2 separate regions of the Mus musculus genome follow, and region 2 is linked to region 1. The links are chromatin contacts, called in public Micro-C maps. All regions are on one chromosome and are shown on one strand. The core of a region is the stretch at or near the end of the contact, and the rest is flanking DNA. Distances in the headings are between cores, read along the strand shown.

The links. Hi-C and Micro-C count contacts between places; a contact is called where the count stands out from the background.
Region 2: a contact with region 1 is called in a Micro-C map of the HL-1 cell line, with 2.0 times the contacts expected there. The contact joins two enhancer-like sites. A contact is called at or near these places in 2 of 484 Hi-C or Micro-C datasets (the HL-1 cell line and myocytes) and 1 of 9 other capture datasets (adipose tissue).

The regions. Positions count from the first base shown.
Region 1 is chr4:57,449,926-57,455,733 of GRCm38.p6, forward strand. It overlaps a transcript of Pakap not described here and the pseudogene Gm12539. Among named protein-coding and RNA genes, the nearest start is that of 1700042G15Rik, 89 kb to the left of the region's middle. Within about 2 kb of position 2,131, at least 13 of the 459 cell types and tissues checked have an H3K27ac peak or open chromatin away from gene starts, as enhancers often do. A contact at or near this core is called in the HL-1 cell line, where this site is marked.
Region 2 is chr4:57,780,219-57,786,026 of GRCm38.p6, forward strand. The region is part of intron 7 of Pakap (paralemmin A kinase anchor protein); the gene reads left to right. Among named protein-coding and RNA genes, the nearest start is that of Gm35099, 28 kb to the left of the region's middle. Within about 2 kb of position 3,088, at least 213 of the 459 cell types and tissues checked have an H3K27ac peak or open chromatin away from gene starts, as enhancers often do. A contact at or near this core is called in the HL-1 cell line, where this site is marked.

The DNA.
Region 1 (5,808 bases), core at 881-3,380:
TGAGGCTCCTGATCCAGTTGCCCCTGTGGATGTGGTGGATGATCCCACAAGCACAAAGGATGGAGCCGAGATGAGAGATCCTTTCGGTGTTCCAGAAGCGCCAATACCAGCTCGACATGACATTCAAATTTTTCCACGCTTTTTGATCCCTGAATTTCCCTTAAAGAGATAGCCCCTCTGGCTATCTATCCCTTGCTTCAGGGAAGATGAGCAGGGATGAGAGCCCTGGGATGTATGCTTGTTATAGTGTGTGTGTGTTTTGTGTTTGGCACATGTGTTAGGTGCAGAGTGTGCGGGTCCGCACTTTCGCCATGGTAGCGTAGGCTTTTGCTGCAGTGGAGGCGGGACAATCTCCTCAGATTCGGTTTGCCGCTCTAAAAGAAATTATGCTGCGTTATGCCATGGGTTGCGAGGCTAAGCACTGCACAGAGGATAGCTTGCTGTTGGCATCCTGTGGAAGGCACGTCTGATTGCATGAAGGTTCAGTGTCCTAGTTCCCTTCCCCCAGGAAAAACGACACAGGAGCTGGCCAAGACCTCTCTGGGTGATGAGCCTAAGGGATGGTTTTGTGTAGGGCCCCTATGCTTGCACACTGGGGATCAGACCTCTACCTTCACCCATGAGGCTTGCTTGCAGCAATTAAGATCTGGCCATAGGTTAAGTAACATCCTGGCCTTTTGATGCACCTGCTGCAAGCAAAACACAATCTCCCCAGGAGTGGCTTGGCATGATTGAGAGGTAGTCAGTGATAAGACTCCCTGGGCATGTCACCAACCTAAGACAGGGATCAAACCAATGCTGTTTGTCACCCAAGGACGGGTAAGGGGCATGGCTGCGGGGGGCTTTCTACAGACATTCTCTCTGCCAAAAAAGAAAAAAGGGGGAATTGTGGGGAGCGGGTGTGGCGGCAGTCCCAAAGGCGCCAGGGACTGCAGCTAAGTCATATGACTTGCACCTGACTTCCTCATATAAGACACAAACATCTTGAGTGCTGCGCAGGTGTACCAGGATACAGGTGAATCCAATTTGGTGGAGATTTGCCCCTGCTGCCCTGATTAGCTGAAGCTGCGTGCCTGGTGAGGTGGCGTGGCCTGCTGTGCGTGGATGGGAACTGAGAGTATAAAAGAGTGAGAGGCCCAGGGTTCGGGGGAGATATAAAAACAAGGGAGATATATAAACAAGGGAGATATAAAAACAAGGGAGATATAAAAACAAGGGAGATATATAAACAAGGGAGATATAAACAGGGGAGATATAAACAGGGGAGATATATAAACAAGGGAGATATAAAAACAAGGGAGATATAAACAAGGGAGATATAAAAACAAGGGAGATATAAAAACAAGGGAGATATAAAAACAAGGGAGATATAAACAGGGGAGATATAAAAACAAGGGAGATATAAAAACAAGGGAGATATAAACAAGGAAGATATAAACAAGGGAGATATATGGAGAAAGAAGAAACAGGACTGAATAAATGTGTGCAGAAGGATCCTGTAGCAGCGTCGTTCTTCCTGGCCTGTTGGGCGCGCGCAACAGCCCACCACTCACACAGTTTTTTTTTCCAACACTCTGAGACGACTTCAGCTTTAGGAAAAAACTCAGACATTTGTCATTCGAAATTCTTGACTCTTCCCTGCTTTACCCACTAGCTGGGGCCTTTCATCTGGGCTGTGAAATACTATGATAGATTTCTTTATTCCTTCTCCCACTTTTTTTTTTTCTTGAGGAAAGGAGAATGCTCGTGTTTTCTAAACCATTGCATCTCTGAGTTGAGAAGAAAGTGTTTGTTGCTTGTGAAAAATTAGCCAGTGGCTTAGCATGGTGTGCGTGTGTGTATGTGTGTGTGTGTGTGTGTGTGTGTGTCTTTGTGATCAACCAAGGGTCTTGGGAGGAGTAAGTGAATCCAAGTAGGAAGAAATGGGCAGAAAGAGGGAGAGGGAAGTTGACCTATCAGGGGAGTTAGTGCACCAAATAGATTTTAGGGGACTGGGATGGGGGGCAGGGGACTGACAGTTTGGAGTCGCCCATGAACAGGACTAATTCTAGATGCAGAGCTCAGCCTGTTCACCAGCAATTTTCTGTGGGTCTCAGGAAGTCAGAATATAAGTGACACTATCTGGCAACCAGGAGGTGGCAGTAGAGGTCACCGCAAAGGGTCACACTTGGACTGTCATAAAAGACTGAGCTTTGTGCTGGCTAGTTTTACGCTACAAGCTAAAGTAATCTCAAAGGAAGGGACTTTCATGTGAGAAAATGCCTTCATAAGATTGGGCTGTAGGCAAGCCTGTAGGGCATTTTCTTAATTAGTGACTGATGGAGGAGGGCCCAGGGGAGGAAGGTGGTACTACCTCTGGGCTGATGGTCTTGGTTCTATAAGAAAGCAGGCTGAGCAAGCCAGGAGGACAAGCCAGGAAGCAGCACTCCTCCCAGGCCTCTAGGTCCCTTCCCTGCTTGAGTCTCTGCCCTGACTTCCTTTAATGATGGACTAAGATGTGGAAGCGTAAGCTAAGTAAACCCTTTCCTGCCTCAGATTGCTTTGTCCATGGTGTTTCATCACCACAGTAGCAACCCTAAAAGAAACAGAAATTGGTATCAGAATCATGGGAAGTTGCTGTGATAGGCCTGACTATGTTGTTTTGGAGGGTTGTGGAAGGACTTTGGAACTTTGGGCTAGAAAAGCCATTGAGTGTTGAGAGCTCTGGGCTATTCTGTAGGAGCTTGGATGGTAAGACTGTTGAGAGCCGTGCCGAACATGGAGGCCTGGCTTGTGAGGTTGCAGAGGAATGCAAAGACTCTACCAGGTCATTTGCCTGAAGACTCTGTAGTTCTGGTTAGCTGGGGCTGAAGAATCTGCTGTGGTTAACAAGATACCAGAAACACAAACCCGTGGTTTGCTGGGACAATGGATATGGATGAGCTGGGGCTGAAGACTCAGCTCTGAGTAAGAGACCAACATCATTAAGATGATAAGCTTTGTCTCAGACACAGCCAAGGTTGGCCTTCATGCTGGCAGCTGAACTTTGTAATGTGCAAGACTCAACCAGGCGGTATTGTTGGTGAAGGCATAGAGGGGTCACGGAGAGCAGCTAAGGCTTGGCACCATGAAGCAAGCCCAGGAGAGGTTATTGGTGAAACCCAATTGCAGCGGAATTGGTGAAACCCAATTGCAGCGGAAGACCCCAGCATTTGGAGATGCCAATACCATAGGATGATCATCAAGAAGAGCTGCAGCGGTGGAGTGGAGCCGGCCTGAGCTCAGAAGACAAGCTGTGTGTGCTGTAGAGCCAGAGAAGTGACCTGAGCCCATTAGACATTTTGTTATTTACACAGTTGGAGTTTGGTTTTGCTTTGTTGAGGTTGTAGCTGCCCTCCTGGTTCTTCCTCTTTGGAGTAAGAAAGCATTTAAGATACTTATTATTTTACAGCAGCCCATAGTTGAGAGATTTTTAACTTTTAAAGAAATTTTGGAATTTTACAAATTCTTTGGATTTCAAAACAGAATTTGGGTATTTTAAGAGACTTCAACCTTGCCGGGTGTGGTGGCTCACACCTTTAATCCCAGCACTTGGAAGGCAGAGGCAGGCGGATTTCTGAGTTCGAGGCCAGCCTGGTCTACAGAGTGAGTTCCAGAATAGCCAGGGCTGCACAGAGAAACCCTGTCTCGAAAAACCAAAACCAAAACCAAAAAAAAAAAAAAAAAAAAAAAGAAAAAAGAAAAAAGAAAAAAGGAGACTTCGACCTTTTTGTATGAAATTTTAAAGATTGGGATTTTTAAAGCTTGAAATGTTTTATATTGTAATGTTCGTAGTAACGTGTGATCTTGGGGGTGAATGGGACAAGAAAGGTTGTGGCTCAACAGTGATGTGCTTGTGTGCTGTGCTGCTTAGTGTATGTCAACTTGACATAAGCTGAAGTCATTTAGAGGAGGGAATGTCATTTAAAAATGCTTCCATACATCGTTCAAGAGAGCAGGCCATGCACCTTGCCTGGGTGGCACAGTCGAGCTGACCCTGGTGTTGGGGGCAGGGTGAGCTGGCCCTGGGGATATGAGCACAGGAGAGTTGGCCCTGCAATTCCTCTGTTGTGTGGAGGCATGGGTGAGGGAGAGATCATCTCCCTTCCTTGCCCCTCTGGCTGCAGCACTTGAGGGAGCAGCCTGCCCTGCCACTGGGCAGTGCAGTAGAGCTGGCCCTGTTGACATGGGTGAGAGGAGGCCAGCCCTGAGGGAGAGCTAGCCCTGCCCCTTGCAGGCTGAGGCATCAGGTGAGCTAGCCTGGTCAGTTCAGGAAAAAACACTGGTGATGTGGATGCAGGAGATCTGGCAGGCTGGTGAACTCAGCTACCACCCAGGTCTAGATCCGGGGCTTTGAGTTGGCCCACCCCAACAGCTACCCAATCTATGAAGTGCTGGAGAATATGAAGGGATCAGTCCTGCAGATACAAAAATGCAGGATTCCCATGACACAAGGCAACAACAGAATATTTTAGAGGAGTCCCAGAGAGGATCCAGTATTGATAGAGTAGCAGAAACCAGAGCCTTGAACCAGACTCATTACAATGAACATTTGCAAGTAAAGATGTGTAGACAAAAGAGTATGCTGTGTGAGACACTACAGCTTCCATAACAAGATTTTAAAAAAAAATCTTCTTTATTTCCTTTTTGGGGATTGAGGAGGAGGTTGCAAAAATGGAGGGCAGATATGAAGGGATGGGAAGATGAGTGGGATTCGCTTACATGATGTGAAACTCACAGAGTCAAAAAGTTAAAAAAAGATGCCTCTCCAAAAAAGAATGCTTCCATAAGATGGGGCTGTAGGCAAGCCTTTAAGGCATTTTATTAATCAGTGATTGATGTGGGAGGGACCAGTCCGTTGTGGGTGGGACCATCCCTGCACTGGTGGTTCTGGGTTCTATAAGACAGCAAGCTGAGCTAGCCAGAGTGAGCAAGCCAGTAAGCAGAGCATCTCCATAGCCTCTGCCTCAGCTCCTGCCTTCCAGTTCCTGTCCTAGCTTCCTTCAATAGTGGACTAAAACATGGAACTATAAGACAAGTAAGCCCATTCTTCCCAAGTTGCTTGGCATGGTGTTTCATCACAACTATAGAAACTCTAACTAAAACTAGATTGTAGAGTAGTTTTGGGGTGGCCTTGGCAGGTTCTGATGATAGTAGAAGAGGTCTCATAAATGGGGCCAAGGCATTTTGGCTTAATCTGTAGGCAAATAAAATGCTATTTACTAAAAGAAGAACTAGGCTTGGGAGGGAGAAGCACGTAGGGCTTAGAATAAGAAAGTTTGAGTCACTTAATGGACACCCAGATGCTAATGTCTGGGAAGGGCTTGGTCCTCTGAATGATGTTCAAGAAGATTAAGGAATTAAATTAGGGAGTCTCCATGGCAATTGAGATCCTTTCGCTATTCTAAATGATGGCAGTCTAAGCGATGTAGAGACAGAGATAAGATTCAAACTGATTAATAAAAAAATTAATCTTTTCTATTCAATAAGTTTGACCTTTATCCTTATATCCATTTCCATAAAAGAGGCTCCCCTAAATACCTTTTTAAAAAACATCAAAAATATCCCCCCTTTTCCCATTTAAAAAAGTTCTAGGACACATAAAATAAGGCCACACTTATTTCTTTTTCTTGTCTTCTGGCATGGGGTCTATGGGCGGCTCCCCTATGTCACGTTGCTGCTCTCTGAGCCAGTATTACCATCACTGGGCCCTCTCCCTCTGAGCTGTCAATCACCCCTCTACCCCCTCTCCTTGTCCTCAGGAGTAGACTGCCTTCCCCATTCTGTTGG
Region 2 (5,808 bases), core at 1,838-4,337, 330 kb after region 1:
CTTCAGACCAGCCAGGACTATAGAGCAAGAGGAGTCTGTCTCAAAAGAGCCCAAGCAAAGCAAAGCAAAGCAAAGCAAAGCAAAGCAAAGCAAAGCAAAGCAAAGCAAAGCAAAGCAAAGCAAAGCAAAGCAAAGCAAAGCAAAACAAAACGGCATACTAGACAATCTCTAAATGCTAAGGGAAAGGCAGAATGAGAGTCAGGAAAGTCTGTTTGGTTTCAGACCCCGGGGACAAGGGACTGAAATATTTTTATATTTTACATACCAAGGCAGACCTGGCTTCCAGGTTCTCCCAGCATCCCTCAGTCCCTAACGGGCATACCCTGCCCCCAACCCTGAACTTTCCAGTCCAGGGGCTGGGCTGCTCTTCCCCCAGAGGCTCTTCCCTATATAATCCAGATGTTTTAGTCTCTCCTCTTCTCTACCCCCTTCTCTCTCCCTCCACTATCCTCCCTTCCCCCATGGTGACTTCCCTGGCCTTGGTCCTTGAGACCAGTCAAGAGCAGCTTCCCATTAATCCTGACTTTAATATAATCTAATCTGGTTTAAATTGGCTCTGTTCATCGGCAACGGAGAAGTAACCTATCCAATTCTCCCTGGAAGACTTTACGGGCTTCCCCAAGTCAGCGTTGGGGAAGTGTTCAAGCAGGAGAAAGCCCTTCTCAGAGGTGGTCTGGTTCCCTGGCCCGTAAGTGAAGACGCTTTTAGGGAAATCCCAGTCTGATTTCACTTCCCTAACCTGGGGAGGTCCCAGATTTCCAATACAAAGGAAGTTAGGGAAATGAAATCCGGCTGGGACTTGGACTTTTCTCCCGCTGTGTTTGTCATTCAAACAGATTTTAAGAAGTTGAGCCCCGGGCCTTGTGATTGTGGGCGGAGGAGGGGATGGCTAGGGCGAACTGGAAAAGCCCCAGGGACTATAAAGGAGTCAGACTTGGGAGGTTGTGGATCACCGGGAAAGCGCTTCCCTGGTGAACAGCTGAATCTGACTCCGCTTGATGTGATTTTTCCTCTGCAGAAAACTTGCCCTAAAGCTGAGTAAGACGCACAATAGCTTGCTTTTTGAAAATGCTGTTTTCTGTCTGGGCCATTTATGGGTATATTGGTGTCCTCTCTAAGGACTTCTAGACTGCTCGGTTTTCCAAAGGTCATTAACATTATTTAAATATTCATCGCGGGGGAGGGGACGACAGACTGAAATTTCAGACCTCTCTGAAATGAGGGATGGCTGGCCACCTGCCTAATGGAGTCAAACCCTGAGCCTCAGCTGCTCCCTTCCCCAACTCTGGCATTGTTAACAGACACGCTTTGACACCAGAAGCCACCGACCGACCGCTGCACAGCCACAGCAGCCTGAAAGATGTACAAACCAAAGATTTTCCAGAATATCTCTCTACCTGCATCTCAGCCTTTGGACCACATTAAACTCTTATTATAGCTAAGAAACACTTCCCAGCCAATCCCTCTATGTTCGCTCTAACCAAGGGCCAGTCAGGGCTTTCTCCCACACATACTTCCACACGCACTCATACACATACACACACACACACACACACACACACACACACACACACACACACACACATATATATATATATATATATATATATATATATATATATATATATATATATGTATATATATATATATATATGTATATACATGCGGCAACGCCTTCACAGACACCCACCCATGCACTAACTCAGACACGCGGCGCCCTCCCCAGTTAGGAAACATTCTCTTGCCACCTCTCCCATCACTTCGGTTTCTCCATTCATTCATGCAGGCATACATACATACATGCATTCATTCACCATTTCTTAGGGCTCATGTTCTGTTCCAGCTACCAAGAGGAGGTATGGGTGGATGGGGAGGAGCAATGAAAACGGAGGGCGGACCACCGGCCTGGAGTGGGGCGGGCCCGGATGGGTGGGCGGGGCTCCCGGGTGCCAGGCGAGCCCAGAGGCTGCTGCTCTTGGCAGATGCGCTGGCCCCAGGTTGGGGCTGTGCCGCGCCTTTCCCTGGACGTTGGGAGCAGCAGGCGGCAGCCGCACCACGCTGGAGCGGAGCCGGAGTACTGCGCCCTCGGAACTGGCGCCTAGAGGTGGGTGTTCAAGTTGGGGCGTGGCGGTTCGGAACTCGGGCTAGAGCGCTCTCCGGCACTGGGAAAAGGTGGATTGTGAGGGTCTTCAAGTCTGTGTCTAGTGGATCCTGTCTGGGAAGCTATTCGAGCTAGAAAGGTCCTTATGCCTTTGAATTTTTTAGGTTTAGGGCATGGCCGGGCTTATTCAATACTTACATATGCTTTAAAAAATAAACAGCCCCACCTTCCGCCGAGATATACAGGAAAAACGGTGAAATCAAATGTGGCTGTGCAAAAGAGCCAGTAGAGGTAGACGAAGCCACCGAGGTCAGTTAGCCAAAAACTCCTGCCTGCTGGGGTGGCAGTGCTGGCGGCATCTTTAGAAGTCTATAGCTTTGCAAGGAAACTGAGGCCTAGGGTGCTCAGCCGGAGCACTTTTGGACTGGAGTCTAGGCTGCTGAACTTCTTAGCTGATGGAGGAAGCAACGGTTCTGAAGGTCAGGAAGGTTGGAGGGTGGGGGCTCGAGGTGAGCAGGATCGTCTGTCCTGAGGCTCGGCATTGAGGAGTTCGAACTGGGGTTTCATCTCCAGTGAAGCCCGGTTGAGAATCTGCGAATACTTTGAGGGGAATTTTAGGAGCAGGTCGCAGAGGAAAGTGCCACCTTTAAAGTCCGTAGAGGAGGCACGCTGGCAAAGATAAGAGCGGAGAGACTCTGGCAGCCCTGGGAAATTCTAGAGAAAGCCAGTGGATTAGAAGAGACCGAAACGAAGCCCGTGAGAACGGGAACCCTCACTGGAGAGCAGTGGCGCAGGTGGCCGGATGAGAGCGGGTGAGGGTCGGAGCAGCCAGTGATGAGCCAACCGGGCTGGGCTAGCAGCTGGGTCGCCGAGCTACACAGCACAGATGAACACACTACTACTCACTAGGCCCGACAATCCATCATCCCAAGCATGTGTGAAAAGGATGACAGTGGGTTCTCTCCTCAGACCCGGTAGCGTTTGTCCCCAGAGATTGCATACTGGGGACTTTGACAAATCAGCACCTTCCCCCGTGTCCATTCCAAGCCCAGTGGCTATAATCCAGCAAATTTACTACTGGCGTTTGCCTTTGAAAAATTGATTTTATGTGCCGTATTGTATCTTTTGAGTCCATGAACAAGTTTTACTTCTCTCTGGAAGCTCTTTTTGTCTCAGCGCGTGCTCACAGGCGCCTGGAGGCTGAAGAGATATATATGCTATGCACCTGCCATCAACACGCCTGGGGAACCGGCTTGCCTTTGCTCTGAATTCACTTAAGCATCACTCTTGCCTTCCTGGCAGCATTTCCATTTTAACCAAACATCCTTTCTTTCTCTAAGTCTGGCGGCATTCCCGGTTTTGACCAACTAGATTTTATAGTATTATGGGAAGGAATTGATTACTTTTAACACAGATGTTCATGTTCTGATTCTACTGCTTGCTCTCCACTCTGTTTTTGATCCTTTTCTTTAAAAGAGGGGGGGGGGAGGGAGGGAGAGAGAGAGAGAAAATGAGAATCCTCTCCCTTGGAAGGGGGAACCTCAAGAGTCCTGTGGAACATGTCCCCACTCCCACCCCGAGTTAGCCGTGGCCCAGGAGCACCTGTCTAGGTCTCCATCTCTGCCCCAGTCAGAGTTCTGCACCATGGAGTTCTGTCTGGTTTCTGGGATGCTGAGGTGCAATCACGAACAGCTTGGCTGGTCTTTGAGTAGGACAAACATTTTGAAATCCCCATTATCTCATAGCTCTGGCATGACAGTTGGCGGTGTTTTCTGCCTGCGGAGTGCGGAGTGGTGTTGTCAGAATTCATTTAACTTTCATAAGTGGTTTGTTCTGACCCAGTAGCCCGAGGATCTCCAGTGAGTAAGGTGAAGCAGGCTGTCTTAACTTACTGATCAAATGACCCGGGCTGGTTGTTGTATTTCTCTAACATTCAATATTTTATTATAGGGCTAACCCATTAGCACTGTGGACCTTCTAGTTGTTGCTGATGTTGTGTGCTATCCTCATAGAGTCAGTGGGCTTTTGTAGGGAATACTGGCTCAGGCCTGTCCTCTCAGTATAGTAGAAGCAGAAACAGGAGGCTTGCCAAAGGACTTTGAGTTCCAGGTCAGCCTGAGCTACAGAATTGACCCTATCTTGGGGAGGGGGGCGGGGCGTATGCCTTTAATGACAACACTCAGAAGTAGATAGATTTCTGTGAGGATGAGGGCAGCCTGCTTTACATAGTGAGTCTCAGGTCAGCCAGGGCGACAGAGAGAGAGACCCTGTCTCAAAAAGTCGCCAACCACACATTTTTTAAAATGAAAATTAATGGGCTCTTAAAATACTCATGGCCCAGATTTCTATCACAGTTGTCATTAGTCACCTCTGCTTACTAGGGTAATGAGAAGTTTAAATAAAGGTGAAATTGAATTTGGATGAAGGTTGGGTTAAGAGATTTTTAATAGTTGGAACAGGAGCATTGCTGTTTGCTGTCTGGTTCCTTGCTTGAAATACATTTCCACATATTACAATGTTAGCAGAACTGATGCTGTGACCCCAGTCGGCTCCTAGAATGACTGTTTCTTTGATGTGAAAAACAAGAGTCACCGATGTGATTAGATAACTGGATGGGTTCTGTGCCAGCCACTGGTACTTGGAAGAGACTGCTTAATGTATGTATGGAGTTCAACAATTTTAGTAAGTTTTGATAGGAAATGTTTTGTTTATGCTTACAAACCCAACACCCAAAGGCAGATTTTCTATAAAGCGAAAGCAAGCAAGAAAGAGAGGGTTTTTAAAAAAGATGCCTAACGACATCCTGTGTGCTCATAGTTTATTGCTCAGCAGTCTACAAAGATGCTTCCTTCTGCAGCAGATGGGAGCAGATACAATGACCCTCAGCCAGACATTAAGCAGAGAGTGAAATCTTGGAACACTCAGCCCTAAATGGGATGTCTCTACCAAATTCCTTCCCTCAGAGATAGGGAACTCGAAGAAAGAGGAGAGAGAAAGAGTGTAATGTCTCCAGAGAGGATGGAGGACATCAAGAATGTAGAGCCCTCTAAATTAACACGAGCAAAGCTCGTAGGAACGCCCAAAGACTGAAGCAGCATGCACCGGGCCTGCACCAGGGCCCATGCGCTTATACGTAGTTCAATGTTTTTATGAGATTCTTGAATGTGTCAGCAAGTGGGTCTGATACCTGTGCCTTCTTTTGGGCTCTTTTCCCTCTGTTGGTTTATGTTGTCCAACTTCAATGTGGTAGTCTTTGTTTTATCTTATTGTATTTTATTTTGTTATTATTTTTAATGAATGAATGAATGAATGAAAACCTAGCCACTAGCATAAAGATTAACAACCGAATTGTCTTTTATACATGAAGAGTGATTTTGTTTTATTTTAGAATTTTGAGATAGAATCTTGGAAGCCTTCCCTGGGTCACTGGAGTCCTGGCATTACAGAATTTTTTGTTTTGTTTTGTTTTATTGTTTTTTAAGGTGCCAGTAACTGTCCTGTCTCTCATTCACTTCCCTCGTTTGCACTGATAGAGAAGATGACTGTGGAGATTTTCTGAGCCCGGTGCCTGCCTCTGGTGCCTGTCCTTTTCACTTGGTGGTGTGTGCTTTGTCTGGCGTCTTGTCCCCTCCTCTCCCACTTACTCTTCAAGTCACTGTCCTGGTGCTGGCTCTGCATTGACTCTGACACTCACTCTCTCTCACTCT